Linked DNA regions of Mus musculus: region 1 is linked to region 2. The links are chromatin contacts, called in public HiChIP or PLAC-seq maps. All regions are on one chromosome and are shown on one strand. Each heading gives the region's core, a stretch centred on a gene start, on an enhancer-like site or on the middle of the called end of the contact. The rest is flanking DNA. Distances are from core to core; before and after follow the strand shown.

What was found. HiChIP or PLAC-seq counts read pairs in DNA pulled down with a chosen protein or histone mark.
Region 1: a CTCF HiChIP or PLAC-seq map of the NIH/3T3 cell line shows a contact between it and region 2, with 6 read pairs. The contact joins the promoter of Trpv2 here to the enhancer-like site in region 2. A contact is called at or near these places in 3 of 39 promoter capture datasets (the 3T3-L1 cell line, embryonic stem cells and hippocampal neurons), 1 of 15 datasets of contacts at CTCF or cohesin (the NIH/3T3 cell line), 3 of 484 Hi-C or Micro-C datasets (CD4 T cells, double positive thymocytes and natural killer cells) and 4 of 9 other capture datasets (adipose tissue, embryonic stem cells, liver and 1 more).

What each region holds. Positions count from the first base shown.
Region 1 is chr11:62,571,132-62,577,526 of GRCm38.p6, forward strand. Trpv2 (transient receptor potential cation channel, subfamily V, member 2) reads left to right here and starts at 4,496. Exons shown (of 15, transcript NM_001382489.1): 1 at 4,496-4,994.
Region 2 is chr11:62,307,001-62,314,301 of GRCm38.p6, forward strand. It overlaps Ttc19 (tetratricopeptide repeat domain 19), which reads left to right. Exons shown (of 10, transcript NM_028360.2): 8 at 2,042-2,193; 9 at 6,016-6,178; 10 at 7,010-7,301. The coding sequence ends at 7,143. It also overlaps the pseudogene Gm12275. Among named protein-coding and RNA genes, the nearest start is that of Ttc19, 29 kb to the left of the region's middle. Within about 2 kb of position 2,566, at least 7 of the 459 cell types and tissues checked have an H3K27ac peak or open chromatin away from gene starts, as enhancers often do. A contact at or near this core is called in the NIH/3T3 cell line, where this site is marked.

The DNA.
Region 1 (6,395 bases), core at 3,246-5,745, 270 kb after region 2:
TTGAACTATAAATAGTTATGAGCCACCATGTGGGTGCTAGAAATTGAACCTGGTTTATCTGCAAGAGCAACCAGTGCTCTTAAACCACTGAGCCTATCACTTTAGCCCCTCAGTTTTCATTTTTTAAAAGATTTGTTTTTGTTTTTATGTTATTTATTTATTTATTTATTTATTTATTTATTTTGTTTTTCGAGACAGGGTTTCTGTGTGTAGCCCTGGCTGTCCTGGAACTCACTCTGTAGACCAGGCTGGCCTCAAACTCAGAAATTCACCTGCCTCTGCCTCCCAAGTGCTGGGATTAAAGGTGTGCGCCACCACGCCCGACTTTATTTTGTTTTTGTTTTTGTTTTTTTTGAGACAGGGTCTCTTTGTGTAACTGAGTTCTGGTTGTCCTGGACTGGCATTGTAGACCAGGCTGGCCTTGAACTCACAGAGATCTGCATGCCTCTGCTCCTGAGGTTGGGATTAATAACATCCAGCTTCTCCTCTTCTCCTTCTCCTTCTCCTTCTCCTTCTCCTTCTCCTTCTCCTTCTCCTTCTCTTCCTCCTCCTCCTCCTCCTTATTATTATTATTATTAATTTATTTATTTATGTGAGTACACTGGTGGTCTCTTTAGACACACCAGAAGAGGGCCTTGGATTCTATTACAGATGGTTGTGAGCCACCATGCAGTTGCTGGGAATTGAACTCAGAATCTCTGAAAGAGCCGTCAGTGCTCTTAACCACTGAGCCATCTCTCCAGGCACCCCCTTTAATTTTTTATTTATTTAATTAATTTATTTATTTTTCTTTTGTGTGAATGAATGAACGCATGTCTGGAGCCTGCAGAGACCAGAAACTGTCAGATCACCTTGAATTAGAGTTACCACCATCTGTGAGCCTACATGTAGGTTCCAGGAATCAAACTTGGGTCTTCTGTAAGGGCAGTCAGTGCTCTTAACCCCTGAGCCATCTCTCCAGCCCCCTTATTTTTATTTTTAATCATGTGTCTGTGACTGTGTTTTGGTTTGAATCAGTGCATGTTAGAGTGCATAGAATCCAGAAGAAGGAATCAGGTGAGAGTTACAGGCAATTGTGAAGTGCCCATGTCTTGGGGTTGCAAGCGCAGTTCCCATTCTTAGCTGCTAAGCCATCTCTTTAGCCAATAAAAGCTCACTTTTCATTGTCCCTTGATGGTCTCCAGTTTTACTTCAGGAGAACAGTGATGCCCTCTGCCCTACCTGACATTTAAAGCTGTGCTGACTATTTCATGGTTAATAAGCGGCCTTGGAAGCTGTGGGTATGTCAAAAGTGCATGCTCATCTCCTGGAAAGCACAAGTGTCCAGGGTGTGGCTCTGGGTTTAAATCTTTTCTTCCTCACTTCCCACCCATGTGGTCTACACTTGCCTACCTTCAGCCTCATCATCTGTGAAATAAGCTTGCTCTAAGGGTCATACACGGAGCACTTAGCATGGTATCAGACACAATGAGTGCTTAATACATGTTGTTGTTATTGTTGTTGTTTTGAAGTCTCACTATGTAGCTCTGGCTGGCCTGGAATTCACTGTGTAGCCTAAGTTGTCCTTGAATTCAGAGATTTGCTGTTTCTGCCTCCTGAGTGCTGGGATTAAAGGCACATTCCATCATGCCCAGCAAATCAATCAATCAATATATATGGGTATTTTACTTGCATGTATGTCTGCACATCATGAACATACCTGGTGCTTGCAGAGGCCAGAAAAGGGTATCATATCCGTTGGAACGAGAATTACAGAGCCTCCCTGTGGGGGCTGAGAATTGAACCTGAGTCCTCTATAAAAACAATTTCTTAGTTACTTTCCTATGGATATGACAAAACACCATGACCAAGGCAATTTGTGAAAGAAAGTGTTAAGTTTGAACTTACATTTTCAAAGAATTATAGGTCATGATGGTGCTGCAAAGGCATGGAGGCAGGAACAACTCAGTGTTTACATCTTGATCAGCAAGGAGGACACAGAAATGGAACACTGGGAATAACGTCTTTAAAAACCTCAAAGCTCACTCCCAGTGACACACCTCCTCCAACAAGGCCACACCTCCTAATCCTTCCCAAAGAGTTCTACTAACTGGAGACCAAGTATTCCAACATGATATTATGTAGGAACATTCTCATTTAAACCACCACAAGCGGCTAGGTCTTAATTGCTCAGCTGTTTCTCAAGCCCCCTTTACTATTTATTATTAATTTCTATCGTGCATTTATATTTACATGATGCATGTGTGGTTGTGTTACAGGACAACTTTGTGGAGTCAAGTCTGTCCTTCCAACTTTACATAGGTTCTAGGGACCAAATTCAGGTCACCAAGCTTGCATGACCAATGCCCTTTCCTGATGAGTCATCTTACTGGCTTTATTTTAAACATAAAGCCACAGCATTAAGATTTAAAAAATTCACCAGGCAGTGGTGGCACACTCCTTTAATCCCAGCACTTGAGAGGCAGAGGCAGGCGGATTTCTGAGTTCGAGTCCAGCCTGGTCTACAGAGTGAGTTCCAGGACATCCAGGGCTACACAGAGAAACCCTGCCTTGAAAAAAAAAAAGATTTAAAAAATTCTATTTCCAAGGGAACTGCAACCCTATAGGTGGAACAACAATATGAACTAACCAGTACCCCGGAGCTCTTGACTCTAGCTGTATATGTATCAAAAGATGGCCTAGTAAGCCATCACTGCAAAGAGAGGCCCATTGGACTTGCAAACTTTATATGCCCCAGTACAGGGGAACGCCAGGGCCAAAAAGGGGGAGTGGGTGGGTAGGGGATTGGGGGTGGGTGGGTATGGGGGACCTTTGGGATAGCATTGAAAATGTAAACGAGGAAAATACCTAATAAAAAAAATTCTATTTCCCATTCTGCTGCCCTCAGTTGCTTCAAGAATTCTCTTTCAGAGGCTTCACCTCACTCAGGAGAAGTTGGAGCCTTGTCTTCATAGAAAAAAAAAAAAAAAAAAAAAAAAAAAAAAAAAAAAAAAGCTAATATGAAGTAACTGCTTAAAAAAAACAGAGTTTGTTAAAGGAAATTTTAAGCATAGATTTAAACATTTATGAAGTTGATTGCTTAAATGCATATACGTGGCTTGGTTCCTGCTGCAAGGAGTCACCTCTTGGGGCCTCGCCCAGCTAAACAGAAGTGCTGGCATTACTCTGCACTTGCAGTCCTAAGCACATTTGAGCAACAGTGGATGGCTAAGTATGTTATTATAGGGGGCAGGCAGCACAGTACAAATCAGCCTCTGCCAGGGGCAAGGCAGGTGTCTTAGGAGTACGTTTCTAGGGCCCCTCCCCCCAGTTTAGGGTCTAGCTGGTCTAGCTCTACTGAGAGGAAGTGATGTTTAAACAGAAAATAGAGCAGGAAGCTGTGGTAGAGGCTGGCCTGGCATGCCCATGTTCAAGCACTATAAAACCAACAAAGAAACACAAACACAAGCAGAAGATGCTTAGAACTAAGGTATGTGGCCATGATGGCGATGCTACTGTGTGTGTGCGTATATGTGTGTGTGTGTGTGTGTGTGTGTTGCTTGTTGCTCCTAGCAGGTGAGACAGCTTGTACTACAGAGAAAACAGGACATATTTGGGAAGAGTGGAGGGCCATGCCAGCTAGTATTTGCTGAGTTTTGCCTTACAGTGGACTCATCTGAAAGATGACCAACCATGGAGGCACAGTTATAACACCAGCACTGTAGAGAGAGAGGCAGGAGGATTGCCACAGTTGGTTTCATATCAAGTCCTTGCCGCAGGTAAAAGTGTAAACCAAACTAAAATCTAAATAGCTGCCGTGGCTAATGACTGCCATACTGGACGGTACAGGTCTGGAGTGTAGCATGGTGAAGGTGACATGACTGGGGCGGGCCTCTGGGCTGCATGAGGTTGTTGTATGAAGTTTGGGTTTTATTTTTAGTGCTATGAAAAAGTGGCTTGGAGGTGGGGGTGACATTAATTAATTAATTTTTGTTATTTAGTTTTTCTTTGATTACTGATACTGGGGGTCAAACACAGGGCCTTACATATGCCACTAAGTCTACCATTAAAGCTAAACGCTGGCCCCTGGTTTATATTTTTAGCAGACCACCTTAGTTGGTATAAGAATGGGGTGTGACGTATGAGTGTAGCAGCGGAGAAGCAGGGGGACCGGTTTGGTAGAACATTCTCACGGGAGAGAAATTAGTGCTTTGGACCAATCAAACAAAATTTGGGATGTGGAGCAAGGACAGAGGTCTTCCGGCGAAAAAGAGAGGGAGAGCTGGTCCTTGTTCTCCCTGGCAGTGCCGGGGCTGTACAATTTCAGCCATTCCTGTTGGCCACACGGTTGCCACCTGCTGGCTGTTTCTGGAAGTGCCCTTGTAAATGGATACTCGGGGGATCCCTGGGGTCAGGACGCTGAGCGAATCTTCCTTAGATGGAAATAATGGCTGGATGGGTTGGGCTGCATTCTCTGGGGCAAATGCTAGACTGAACCTCTTCTCTCTCTGGGGCTATCCCATTCTTCTCTCCCTTGGGTCGGACAGTGATGAACCAAATGGCCGGGGGAGGGCACACGGTGTTAAGAATCAGGAGGGGTGGGCGTCAGTGTTTTAGGGCATGAATCCCACACCTGTGCCAGCTTCCACCCAAGCCTAGGTCCCACCACCCCAGAACTTCCTCTGACTGCCCCAGGGGCTTCTCTGGCTACAGTTGTGGGTGGAAGTGCACCGATGGAGGAGCAGGGCGTGTCTCGCGAAAGCAGGGTGTGGCCAGTGGTCCTGATGATCAGCCCAGTGGCCAGTCACTGGTCCTTGACAGGTTGGCGTTAAGCCCGCACTATCCACTGTGTGCGACGAACAGGTGGAGGGTGGACGATACAGAGAAAGCTACGGCCAGCTACGGAGGCTTCCGCGGCACTTCCTCTCTCAATCCCCGCTGCTGGAGAGTCCCGCTAGGCTTGGTGATCCTGGCTTGTAGTCTGCTGCCGCTACGCCTTGACTTCAGCCTGAGGGGTAAGTCGATGGGCTATTTCAGGATGTCCTAGGGGTTGCGTCTGGAAGTATGACAGTGAATGATTGGATTGGTCTCCCGGCATCTCCATCTTGGAATAAGGGTCTGCGTGGGATCTGGCTCCCTGAACCTCCAGGCCTCTTTCTCTGCTGCCAGAATGGGGATCCCAGGAGGTAAGGTAGACAGCCTCTGGAAGACAGTTGTTGCTGCTGGGGGTTGGGAATGATGTCAGACGCAGCGTCTGCCAGGATTTGCTTGAGGGTGGAAGCTAGACTGCGCAAAAGGAGGATGCCCATGTCCTACTAAGGTGGGCAGAGAAGTGAAACCTCAGTCAGGCCCCCTGGCTATTGTGGAAAATGCCCCACCCAGTTCTCTGAGTGTACTGGGATCCTGTAACAAATTGAGAGTGGGCCGGGGCCACACTACCGCTTCCTCTCTTGGCCCTGTTTTTTTCTGTCCCTTATTTCTACCAACCTGTTCCCTGCCCCTTTTTCCTACCCCCACTGTCTTCTGACCGGCTCTGATTCTTTCCTTCCGGTTTCTGAACTCTGAGGAAGACAGAGGCTCCCCAGCTCTAACTAGGTCCCAGCCCCGGCCACGTGATGGAGGCTGTGGTTGCTGTTTCTGTTGAGGGTGAGGTTAGCTGTCAGCTAACCCCAGACCCAGTGTGCAGTTTGAGGTGGGAAGGCAGATAGCGCTTGCCAGCTCTAAAGCCCCTTCGGAGGTGGTGTCTTATACCCTCAGATATGAGTCAGACTGGAAACGAACGTAATTGGGTTCTGAGAACTGAAGAGGACCATCAGGACACGAAGCGAGGTGGCAACTCACTTCTCTTTTCTGAGTCGCGGTTGTTCTGGCAGCAAAAGGAAGGGTCTGATAGACCAGTAGTTCCCTGGATCGCTCCCTCTCTACATTAAGGGTTTCGTGGCCTGTGCTGGCCAAACAACTGAAGTTTTATCTGTCTGTACCATTGGGCACTGGGCTTGATATCAGGTAGAGAATGGGTGGGGTTGTGAACACAAGCATTCTCACCCCTAAATAGGATTTGAGTCTTCTTGAACATCAGAAATTCCCAAGGGGGATAAAGACAGTCCTGACTTCCTGTGAGATAATATCAAAGTGACAACTCTGTCAGGTCCCTGCTCCCAGCACATCTTCCTGACACTGCCTCTCTCCTTCACCGCTGATTTTCCCTCTTGGAAAGCTAACAGTTTCCCACTCTCCTTCCTACACATACACACCCCTTCTGTTGTTGTTGTTTTGTTTTGTTTTTGTTGTTTTTTTTGTTTTGTTTTTGTTTTTGTTTTTGTTTTTTGAGGCAGGGTCTCATTATGTAGCCTTGGTCCTGGAACTCACTATGTAGACCTGGCTGGCCTCTGCCTCCTGAACGCTGGGTTTAAAGG
Region 2 (7,301 bases), core at 1,316-3,815:
GTGTGCAGTTTGTGTGCCCGATGTCTGGAGAGGCCAGAGGAATTGGGAGTTCTGGCTTGTTACAAGCTACCATGTTATGAGCAGCAGGCATTTTTAACCATTGAGCCATATCTCTAGCTCTGATTTATTTTTAGTTATATGTATGTATATACGTATATGTAACACATACATAGTTATGTGTATGTTGTGTATATATGTATGCATACACATACAAAATATTCTGTGTGTAGATATGTGCGTGTGAGTGCAGGTGCCTTCAGATTCCAGAAGAAGGTGTTAGATCACCTGGACCTGGAGTAAGTGCCCAGCATGGCTGCTGGGAACCAAATGTTTTTGTGGTCAGAATGTGTGATGAATTTAAGTTATATTTTAAAGTATTTTTTAGGAAATATTATTAGAGTTGTACCTCATTAATTGCATCCTCTCCTTTACATGTAGCAGTAGTAACTGTACCCTAGAATTGCTTGTCATTTGTCCTTGTTGTCTGCTTGTTTGGTTTTGGACCCAGGGACTTACATATGCTAGTCAATGCCTAGCCCTCTGTCTTTTTAAGTTATATTGATGAATGCATTTTATAGTTGAATGATTTTAAAAGACCATTTAGAAAATACAGAACCATTTAAAGACAATTAAGTGGGCCATGGTAGGACCCAAGAGGTTGAGTGCTAGAGGATTGCAAGCCATAGGCCTATCTCAAGGAAGGAAGGGTAGTGAGGGTGGACATAGGAGGTGTTTTTCACATGGGTTCTGGGATCTGAATGCTAGTCTTCATGCCTGTCAAGTGTACACTCTTAGCTGCTGGGCCATCTCTCTAAACCACTCCCAACTTTGATTTCTGAAAAGGCTTTATGAGTCCCGTACTGCACTCACTGTGTAGCTGAGGAGGAACTCTTCTTATCCTCTCACCTCTATTTCCAAATGCTGGGATCTTGGTGTATTCTCTGAAACCTGGGCAGTGCTATGCTGTGGTCAAACCCAGGGCCTCATGAAAGATAGGTAAGCATCCTACAAAATGAGCCCCAGCCCTAAACATTGTAATTGGCTTTTGATTAAGCAAAGGCAAATTATTTTTAGATTTCTCTGTTTTAAACTTCTTATTTTTCCAACTTTCCTAATCTGATAATGTTGAGACTCCTATGCTTATCCACCACGACTGTGTTCTTTTGCTTGAACTGTCTCCTCAGTGACTGCTCATAGTGTTACTTAGTAACAAATATTTTCAAACATTTTTATAACATTTGAGAATTTCCTGGAAACCTTAAAGGATGGAGAAGGAGTGATAGCTCTGGTGAATTTAATTGGTCATCTTCAAATGGTGTGTGATAGTTACTTAACTAAAATTAGCTAATAAGCTGAGGCAGGGGGACTGATAGAAGTTTGAAGCCAGCTTAGGCTATAGAAAATAAAACAAAACACCCCGAATCCTGTTTCTAGTTCTTTGTGAACTTTGACTTGTTCCCACCCATCACTTTTCCTACATTATTTGGGCCGTGTCTGGAGGTCTAGCAGTAGCTGACACTGGGCGCTGATGTCTGGATCTGCAGCCTCCGCTCTTCATGTGGCATCGGCTGTGTGGAGTCTGTACTCAGTTCTGTCTGTCCCAGCCCTTAGTCTTTGAAAACTGGACCATGTTCTTTCCATTACAGAATTCTGAGTTTTCTTGGTTTCTTACTGCATTTTTTTCTTAAACCCTAAAATAACATCCATTGGCCCTCTACTCTTTTTGCGGTTGGCTCATTCTACTTCGGGTTTATCTTAATCATCTTTTCTGAATACTAGTTCCCAACTTTAAGATATTCAATATTGACTTTTTCATCTATTCAAAAGGAGGGGGAGGTCCATGATTTCAGGCAGCTACTTGTCACTTTTCTCATTTAATTGGTTGTCTGCCCACCTGAACAGTTTCTTGTGGTTAAGAGTTTAAGTATCTGAAGCATTCAGTGAAGCCTGGTAGCCACAAAGATGAAGTACAGTGGCTTGCTTTTTGACCTTTGTATATAACTTCTATTACATCCTTGCAACGCTTTTATTTTTCTTTTAGAAGAAACAGCCAATACTTACCTCCTCCTTGGTATGTGCTTAGACTCTTGTGCACGCTATCTGCTATTCTCCAAGCAGCTATCACAGGCACAAAGGATGTATGAAAAAGCCCTGCAGATTTGTCAAGAAATACAAGGAGAAAGACACCCACAGGTAAGAGATGAAACAGTGTATGTAAGCCAGGCCTGCCCGGTGGCACAGGTACTCTGTAGAGGGTCATAAGGTCACAGGTTCAAGGGTGCTGGGCAAAGTTGGTGAGCTCCCATGCCAAAGGGCTGGGGGCGTATTTCAGCTTGCATGGCACTGGTAAAGTTCTACATTCAGTGACTAGCATCAGTTATGGGTGTGGCAAGACATGGTTAGCCATGTGAAATGTCATAAGGAATGCAGGTTGATATCCAGATGTATGGAATCCTGCCACTCCCCGGTCTGTTCATTTTTTTTCCACCAGCTTTCACTACTCCCAACTACTTGTTTCAGGAAGGGTTTGAGATTGCTGACTAAGTCACTGGCACTGCATAGGCCCTTTTCTGAGTCATGGTTTATACAGTAGTCTTTGTACAAGGCAGACTTTTAACCCAGGGGCTTCAGAATATGTAGCCTCATGTTTACAGTGGTTTGTAGACTCTTAGAATCTTTTTTTTCTTCCTCCTGGAGCTGGGGACTAGACCCAGGGGCTTCTTCCATACCAATCAGAACCTTGCAAGTAACTATTTAGTTCATATAGAAGTATCTTTTTCTCCTGGGTAACTGGGAGGTGAGGAAGTAGAGATTTTTGAATTTGGGATGGGGCAGGGAGAGGGGGGCAGGACTAGAGATTAAAACTAGGACCTCATAAATTCAAGGCAAGGGCTCTACCACTGAGCTGTGGCCATAACTTATAAAAACACTATTAAAAGCAATATATAGCAAACCAGTAGCCAACATTAAACTAAAGGGAGAGAAACTTGAAGTAGTCCCACTAAAATCAGGGACTAGACAAGGCTGCCCATTTTCTCCCTACCTATTCAATATAGTACTTGAAGTCCTAGCCTGAGCAATTAGACAACAAAAGGAGATCAAGGGGATACAAATTGGAAATGAAGAAGTCAAAATATCACTATTTGCAGATGATATGATAGTATATATAAGTGACCCTAAAAATTCCACCAGAGAACTCCTAAATCTGATAAACAGCTTCAGTGCAGTAGCTGTATATAAAATTAAACCAATGGCCTTTCTCTACACAAAGGATTAACACACTGAGAAAGAAATTAGGGAAACAACACCCTTCACCATAGTCACAAATAATATAAAATACCTTGGCGTGACTCTAACTAAGGAAGTGAAAGTTCTGTATGATAAGAATTTCCAAGTCTCTGAAGAAAGAAATTGAAGATTTCAGAAGATGGAAAGATCCCATGCTCATGGATTGGCAGAACTAATATAGTAAAAATGGTTATTTTGCTGAAAGCAATCTACAGATCAATGCAATCCCCATCAAAATTCCAACTCAATCTTCACTGAGTTAGAAAGGGAAATTTGCAAATTCATCTGGAATAACAAAAAAACCTAGGATAGCAAAAACTATTCTCAACAATAAAAGACCCTCTGGTGGAATCACCATGTCTGACCTAAAACTGTACTACAGAGCGACTGTGATAAAAACTGCATGGTACTGGTACAGTGACAGACAGGTAGATCAATGGAATAGAATTGAAGACCCAGAAATGAACCCACACACTTATGGTCACTTGATCTTTGACAAAGGAGCTAAAACCATCCAGGGGAAAAAAGACAGCATTTTCAACAAATGGTGCTGGCTCAGCTGTTGGTTATCATGTAGAAGAATGCAAATTGATCCATTCTTAACTCCTTGTAGAAAGCGCAAGTCTACGTGGATCAAGGAGCTCCACATAAAACCAGAGACACTAAAACTTATAGAGGAGAAAGTGGGGAAAACCCTCAAAGATGCGGGCACAGGGGAAAAATTCCTGAACAGAACAGCAAAGGCTTGTGCTGTAAGATCAAGAATTGACACATGGGACCTCATAAAATTAGTTTCTGTAAGGCAAAGGACACTGTCAACAAGACAAAAGGGCCACCAACAGATTGGGAAAGGATCTTTACCAATCCTAAATCAGATAGGCGACTAATATCCAATATATATAAAGAACTCAAGAAGCTGGACTCCAAAAAAATCAGAAAAATGGGGTACAGAGCTAAACAAAGAATTCTCAACTGAGGAATACCAAATGGCTGAGAAGCACCTGAAAAAATGTTCAACATCCTTAATCATCAGGGAAATGCAAATGAAAACAACCCTGAGATTCCACCTCATACCAGTCAGAATGGCTAAGAGCAAAATTCAGGTGACAACAGATGCTGGCAAGGATGTGGAGAAAGAAGAACAAATCCTCCATTGCTGGTAGGATTGCAAGCTGGTACAACCACTCTGGAAATCAGTCTGGCGGTTCCTCAGAAAATTGGACATAGTACTACCGGAAGATCCAGCAATACCTCTCCTGGGCATATATCCAGAAGATGTTCCAACTGGTAATAAGGACACATGCTCCACTATGTTCATAGCAGCCTTATTTATAATAGCCAGAAGCTGAAAAGACCCCAGATGTCCCTCAACAGAGGAATGGATACAGAAAATGTGGTACATTTATACAGTGGAGTACTACTCAGCTATTGAAAACAATAAATTTATGAAATTCTTAGGCAAATGGATGGTTCTGGAGGATATCATCCTGAGTGAGGTAATCCAATTACAAAAGAACTCACATGATATGTACTCACTGATAAGTGGATATTAGCCCAGAAATTTAGAATACCCAAGATTCAATTTGCAAAACACATGAAACTCAAGAAGAAGGAAGACCAAAGGGTCGATACTTCGTCCCTCCATAGAATGGGGAACAAAACACCCATGGAAGGAGTTATAGAGACAAAGTCTGGAGCTGAGATGGAAGGAAGGACCATCCAGAGACTGCCCCACTCAGGGATCCATCCCATAAACAGCCACCAAACCCAGACACTATTGCATATGCCAGCAAGATTTTGCTGACAGGATCCTAGATAGCTGTCTCTTGTGAGGCTATGCCAATGCCTGGCAAACACAGAAGTGGATGCTCACAGTCATCTATTGGATGGAACACAGGGCCCCCCAATTGAGGAGCTAGAGAAAGCACCCAAGGAGCTGAAGGGGTTTGCAACCCTATAGGTGGAACAACAATATGAACTAACCAGTACCCCATGAGCTTGTGTCTCTAGCTGCATATGTGTCAGAAGCTGGCCCAGTCGGCCATCACTGGAAGGAGAGGCCCATTGGACTTGCAAACTTTATATGCCCCAGTACAGGGGAATGCCAGGGCCAGGAAGCAGGAGTGGGTGGGTTGGAGAGCAGGGTGGGGGGGATTAATACAGACTTGAGATCATCTCTACTTCTTCTTGCAAAAACCATTCTTGAGGTAGGAGTTGACTGCTCTGTTTGATAACTGTAGTCCACCAAGTAAACAAATTAGACTGAACATGGAATATTTAGGACTAAATGCAGAGAGCCTGATGCATGTCGTTGGGGAATAGTAAGAAGCAAGCCTGGAATTCAGAGCACCATTTGTGTTTCTCAGTTCCAAAGTCATAATGAGACCCTCCATAGTACAGGTGATCTGTTTCTTCCTAGGGAGGATTGGGATTGGAGCAGTAGTGCTGCTGTAATACAGTGGGGCATTTGGTGGTGCTGGCTCCCCACTTCCAATCCATCCAGGGCAGAATATCCTGCCCCATTCTGAGTGTTCATAGGTACTTGCCATAGTGTGCAATTGACAATGTCTGCAGCACAGTGTGATCAACAGATATCTGCAATTTGTCCCTCTAACTTTGTGGAATTCTAGTAAAGTTGAAGACTTGTATATATGCAGTGTAATGAATTCCAGTTTAATGTTTTACATAGGTGTTTCTAAAGAAAAGGCTCTTGTTTCTTTTTTATAGACCATTGTGCTGATGAGTGACTTGGCTACTACTCTGGATGCACAGGGCCACTTTGATGATGCCTACATTTATATGCAGAGGGCGTCAGATCTGGCAAGAGAGATAAATCACCCTGAGCTGCACATGGTACTCAGCAATCTGGCTGCCATTTTGATACACAGAGGTAGGTTGCTGTGGAAACGGATTGCATTCTGAGAAAGTTTTCATCACTGGGCTTTGAAATGAAATGGTTTTGGGAGGAAAATGACAATGAAGAAACCCCAAAGTCAGTGGTTCTCAACCTATAGGTGAGGCCTTGGGGTCAAAGGACCCTTTCACAGGGCTGCCTGAGACCACTGGAAAACACAAATGTTTACATTGTGATTCATAACATTAGCAAAGTTGACAGTTATGAAGTAGCAATGAAAATAATTTTATGGCCGAGGGTCACCACAACTTGAACTATTTTAAAGGGTCACAACATTAGAAAGGTAGAAAACTACTGCTGTAAGTTAAAAGGCTGGCTAAATAAGGGTTAAAAAATGCATGTGTGTTAAAGTACTATTTTGCTTAATTCACTAAACTGTCATATTTCTGTATGACCATATGACGGCAGAGAACACTTTGCAGTGATAGGTCCTTGTCTCTGTAGTGTTTTACAGATGCTGAAGTGTTTTAACAGGTATAATTCCTCAGTGTTCTGAAGCCACAGTATGATAAAGCATCAAGTTTCCTGCTATTCCAAAATACTCAGGGCTTCTAAAGTTTCCATAAACCTGGGATCATAGATCTCTGTTGCATGGAACACCACTGTAATCCCACAGCACTAAGTACTTTTAAAGCTGACACCTACTTACTGTAAGCTCAGCTTCTCTTACCCAGCTGTCATGTATGCAGGATACCAGACAGCACTAGATGCCATTTTTGAAGCATCCAGCACATCATACAGTGTCCTCACTAGTGGTTCCTGGTGAAAACACATATTTTCTTCTCCCCTCTCTTTGGGTTATTTTAGAGCGATACACACAAGCAAAGGAGATCTACCAGGAAGCGCTGAAGCGAGCAGAGCTGAAAAGAGATGAGGTTTCTGTTCAGCACATCAGGGAAGAATTGGCTGAACTGTCAAGAAAAAGTAGACGTTTGACTTAATTTTGTTAAGCTATAGAAGTTCATTTTGTTGTAGAGAGGGTAACCTCTGATATCCCAAAGGAGTAACTGTTCCTTCGTTGTCTGGACCTCAATCAGTGTGTAAATCATTGTTGAAATTCAACGTTCGTCAACTCGGCTTCGGAGAAGGACAAGTTGCA